2 separate regions of the Zea mays genome follow, and region 1 is linked to region 2. Evidence: chromatin contacts called from public Hi-C data. All regions are on one chromosome and are shown on one strand. The core of a region is the stretch at or near the end of the contact, and the rest is flanking DNA. Distances in the headings are between cores, read along the strand shown.

Region 1 (2,700 bases), core at 174-2,673, 270 kb before region 2:
CGTGCGTGTGTGTGTTTGTGTCGATCGAAGCTGAGTTCGATCTGTGGATGCAAATTAAACTTACTCTACGCAGCTTCCTGGCGCGGCGGTGCTACTGCTGTTGTTGTTCTGGCAGCCGCAGGAGCATGCTGGGCAGCTAACAATGGTGTCGTTGTAGAACGACGAGAGCGAGACACAGCAGGTTGGAGATCTCTGGGCAAGGAACTGGGAGTACGTGCACGTCACGTTCCAGGTCACTGCGCGAAGAAATTAAACAAGTCGATCGTCAATGCATGAATTTGGTAGGCTTGAGGTTAATCATCTTACGTACTGTGCGCTTGAGTTGATCTCCTGCCATCCTGAGACATGAACTTGGTAGGCTTGACAAGCTTGGCGGCTCCGCAGGTGTACCCGGGACCAGGCGCCAGCAGGGTGAAGTTCCTGGGCACCTTGACGGTCCTGTTGGTGGACCCAGCCTGCCCAACGCTGACCTGGAACGAGGCGACGGCGTCGCTAGGGTCCTGCGCCCACGAGGCGAGCACTCCTCCCCTGCAGCAGTTGGCGGTCTGCGTGTTGTAGGGAGTCCCGGGCAGCAGGTCCACCACCTCCGGGTCCCTCCTGCAGCAGTGGGGGAGGACGCTGGCCTTGAACCTGGAGCAGTCGCCCTGCTCGGTGGCCTGGCCGCCGGTCATCGCCCAGATCACCTCCTTCTTCGCCCACACCCAGCCTAGCCTCCACCCCGGCGGCGCCTGGATGTGGCGGTACTGCTGGTAGTTGTATAGCGAAACGACGGCCTGGGCACGGGCATGGGAGGGGAGGGGAACGAAGAAGCAGGGCGTTTCGATCAGAAGGTGTCCGTCGTCAGATAGTGGCGAATTAATTAACCCGTTCACTCACCACATAGCCATCCGCAGTCCACTGTATCACGTCCCACTTGATTGTTATGTTCCCGTTCGGATCGAGCGGATCGTATGCACCTGCAGGCAAAAAAAAAAAAGTTTCATGCAGCAGCATTCATGGTAATGGTATGGTACGAAAGGAAGCTTTGTTTTATGTGTGATTGAGATTATACGAGGGAGATATATCTGAACATCACAAGAATCATCCGACGAGGACAGGAGATGGCAGGGTTTGGAGGCGGAGGTGCGCGCGGCGCACTGGTCTGACCTGACGGACGCGTTAGAGAGGAGGAGAAGGCGACGGCGAGCAGCGCGACGGAGGCGGCGACGAAGCGCGCGGGCAGGAGCGGCGGCGGCGCCATGCGTGGATCGGCGGCGCGGCAGGAACCCAGCTAGCTCGTGAGGTTTCTGGCGGGCCCTGTACCACTCGATCTCGTGTCTGTCTGCTGTACGTAAGTGCGCGGAGGAACTACGGAGTGCGACCGGAGCAGGGAAGGAGGGAGTGGGCGGGTCAGAGAGAGAAGCAACTTTCCCCTCTCTCTTCTCGCCTAGTTTATGCGATGGCGATGGCGGTGTGAGGTTTCTGGCGGGCGCGCCGTGTCTGACTGACCGGGGATGCAGACTTACGCATGCAGGAAGAGACAGGGCGGTCTTTCGGCCGGGTGTGTCGCGTGTGGGATGCGATGGGATCGGATCATGCGGAGCTTTGCTATACTAGGGGTAGGGGAGTGCCAAGTGACAGCTGCGTCATCGGTTTCAACTGAACTGCGGGCCTTTGGATGGAGATGGTGGATGTAGATAGTTGGATTGCTTCCTTCCGGGTTAAGGTTTTACTCTTTTTTTTTTTTGATCGACTAGCTCACAGGAGCCATCCCTGTCTGACTGTCATGTTGGTAGGTTCTCACAGACTAGCCCACAGTGCTCCGCTAGCTCACTCCAATCTCTTTATATTAATTAGAGCAAGTTTAATAACAGAGACGACTGCAAGTATCGTTGTACGTAGCTTGCTATTTAGCCTATTTATATATCAGTTAGCTCTTCAGTATTAATACATAACTCTACTTATCTCTCTCACAAACCTTTTTGATTTTTTTGTCTAAGTCGAACGCAAGTTTACCGTCTGATTCTCTTCTCTCTCCTCCTCTATTTCGTACACCTCAACATTTTATAATCTTGTATGGCCTCTTGTTATACTTGTTCTTATTACATACTAGATGACAAAAATCGCTTTTCGTGCCGGCCTCTCGAGCCCGATACGTACGCGTAATCTTTCTGTCCCTGGTGACGGCAAGGCAACAGCTAAGACCTAGTATCCAGCAAGCAGCGGCCGCGGACAACCGCAGTCGTCCCGCGTCGCGGAGCTAAAAGAGTAGTAGACGAGACGAGCACGGCAAGCTTTGCAGCCGGTGGCGGGGCTGGATGGTGTGACCCTGACCCGGGGGCGCAACAAGGCAGGCGGCGCGCAGAGCAACACGTCCGGTGTGCCAGTCAGTCAGTGCAAACCCGCCAACCAACCAACAAACCGGTGGCGCGGGGTCGGTCAACCGGCGGACGGGCGGCCGCACTGTGATATCCGTCGAGCGAGCCCCGGCAGCTGGAACAGTATGAGAGATTGCACGCACTATTCTATTCTAGTATTCTATTTCTACGCGGCGACGGCGAGGCCACATGACCAGACCAGGCCACACGGAAAGAACTCTTTCCATTGGCTGCGCACCCATGTTTGATTCCACTGGTCACGTCACAGCTAGCGTCTGCTTGCTACCGTGACCAACGAAACCAGTCGGTCAGTCATCTTGTCTGCGGTCCATTTCCACGGCCA
Region 2 (2,700 bases), core at 135-2,634:
GCAAAAATGTCCCCATTATGCCAGAATGACAGACTATAACGATGTATCTGATCGATGAAAAATCCCTGATGGATTACGATCTTTGATGGACTTTTGTTACACCATCATAGATGTTGCAATGGATGAACGCCTGGAGCGATGTGTCATATTTACAATATAAACTATTGCAACTATATTATCCCCTAAGTCCTATATAAGGACATGTTACTTGCTTTGCACAACTATGTATAAATTGTGGTGTAAGATAGAAAATGATAGCACCCCAACCTCGTCCATTCTCGTTATTCTAGATGAACAATGAGATATATATCTTGAAGAATATGCTTGAGTTATGAGGGATAACGACTTTGACATATGTCATCGTCAGGGGGAGCGAATGCTTATATTGATCACAATCGTGTGACAATAAATGTCATATTCTATGCCCTGAAGGCGTCAGCTTGATGATCAATATGTGAACCTTTATGGAAGTTTCTATCAAATATGTAGATCTGGTCGATCGAACACCACTAGTTGAAGTGGCTTATTTATGTTGATACGTGCACTTACCTCATGTATCCTAGAAGTGAGTTGAGGTGAAGTTCCTGAAATAATCTTTGCAAGGATATGCAATCTGTTTGCTAAATCTATATGTGCATATACTTCCAGAAGAAAATATTTTGCCATATTGATACAGTTTTGCAAGGATCAGGGGAGCACATTTCTAAAGTTAGCCTTTGTAGAAGATTCGGTAGAATCTAGATTCCAGAGGATCGAAATCTGTCCCGATGACAGCTGTTGTACTCTTTTTCCCTTGGTGAGTTTTCTTGAAGTTTCTCACATGAGGTTTTTAACGAGGCAACAAAGTGCAAATGCAATTTGTATCACCATGCACTCTTTCTCCATTTTTTTCCCACTGGGTTTTTTGGAGTTTTAACGAGGCATGTGTTGGTCGCGGTATTCGCCCAAGGGGGAGTGTTGAGAAACCCTAATGAAGGGTTATGTGGGCAAATACCGAATATAGCTCTGAGGGCTATCGCGTCTTTATATATAGAACCTGTACCCCTCATATGAAACAGAGAAGAAAAAGAGGTCAGAGGCCCAACCCTATATCCAGTGTCTCGTGTGTTTCTTCTGTCGTGCTTATGTGAAGAGAGACGGATCCTCTACAGCTTCTTGCGCCTCTACTGCTGACGGGAGGGAAGAGAGCGGATCTGTTGATCCGTGGTAACGTAGTTCTCAACAATGAGGAGGAACCCGTCCAGGTAATCCGCCTCCGGAAGGCGATAGAGATACGGGAACACATACGCCTTTTCGTGGGCTGCTTTTTCAGGAGCGTGGACCAGACACGGCGGTCCATTTACTTACGAATGCAGCCCACACCCTAACCCGTAATATGATCCATCACGTTAGTAGTAGAACACAATCGTAAATCTCGCAATATCCCTATGGATGGGCCGAGACTCTAAACTATCTTCAGGCCCGTTTGGATGGTCATCGATCCGGCCCGTATGATAATTTCTTGCAACTCAAACAACCTTTGCGCGGCCTCGGCAGTCCGTTAATCCCTTGGCCCAGACAAGTTACCGTCGGTTCTTCACTCTCTATCTCAGACAGTGTCAAGGAGGAGGCAAACTATTATGGCAGATCTCAACTGCTAGGTTCGTGATTCATTAGATTATTATGGCAGATCTCAACTGCGATCTGAGTTTAGCTTACGAGATCGGTCTACGTACATTATATTCAACCTTAAATTTCTAATAGTATCACCATTCTCGAGTGCAGATCCAGCGTTGATCCTACAGGGGTGCTAGTGCTACTAAGCTAAGGCTATAATTTTTTTTAAACCAACAAAAAATATAATTGATATTTAATATGACATAAGATATAATTTAAATATTAATCCAAAGATACCTACCAACAGAATAATTCAGAACGGTGCACTGTTCTGCTTTGTTCTGCTTCCAGGAAGGGGGGAAACATGTAGGAAAAAGAGGGGTAAAGGAATTTGGGTTTTCTCGCTGGAGCTTGGTTCCACTCCGTGAGGAATTTGGGGTTTCAGGGTGGAGCAGAGCAGCAGAAGCTAAGCGTGCTTGGTTCCGCTCCGCCTTTAGGGCTTGTTCGGTTAGCTCTCAATCCATGTGGATTGAGTGGGATTGGATGAGTTTGAATCCCAAACAAGTCAAACTTCTTCTCAATTTTTTCCAATCTCATCCAATCCATGTGTATTGGGAATAACCGAACAAGCCCTTAAGTGGATTTCGGTGACTTCTTTGTTCAGATTGTTTCGCTCTTGCAGGCTGAACTCATGGCTCGCATGTCGACCGGAGACAGAGAGCGGAGAAGCCTGAGACGGCGATCGCCGACTGGAGACGGCGAGCGTCCACGATCGGAGGCGGGCCTACGAGAGCCTGCAGGTTGCGAGGCCAGCGCGGCAGCACCCACGACTCACGAGTCCACGACCGTCGACCGGAGAGGGCGAGAGGAGGCGGACACGGCCAGACGGCAAGACTCTGAGACGGCGACTCGGCGAGCGATCGAGCGACGGCTGACGGCTAGAGGAGTGGAGGCGGAGACGCGGCTGCGTGTACTAGGCCTATTCGCTCGCGAACCGCGACCGGGGCTGCAGCCCAGGCAGGCAGCCCCGGACGTAGATCCGCCCTGAGGGCATGGCAGGCGTGTGGGTTTAGACTATCCGCAACGCTTACCGGATGGTGCCCC

What was found. A called contact is a pair of places that touch in the nucleus more often than the background predicts.
Region 1: a contact with region 2 is called in a Hi-C map of leaf, with 2.9 times the contacts expected there. The contact joins the promoter of LOC100037799 here to the enhancer-like site in region 2. A contact is called at or near these places in 2 of 25 Hi-C or Micro-C datasets (endosperm and leaf).

What each region holds. Positions count from the first base shown.
Region 1 is chr7:173,289,380-173,292,079 of Zm-B73-REFERENCE-NAM-5.0, reverse strand. LOC100037799 (brittle stalk-2-like protein 6) reads right to left here and starts at 1,423. Exons shown (of 6, transcript NM_001112500.1): 1 at 1,147-1,423; 2 at 877-956; 3 at 311-773; 4 at 65-236. The coding sequence starts at 1,240.
Region 2 is chr7:173,022,510-173,025,209 of Zm-B73-REFERENCE-NAM-5.0, reverse strand. No RefSeq gene overlaps it. Among protein-coding and RNA genes, the nearest start is that of LOC103633403, 9.8 kb to the right of the region's middle. Within about 2 kb of position 1,384, at least 17 of the 20 cell types and tissues checked have an H3K27ac peak or open chromatin away from gene starts, as enhancers often do. A contact at or near this core is called in endosperm and leaf, where this site is marked.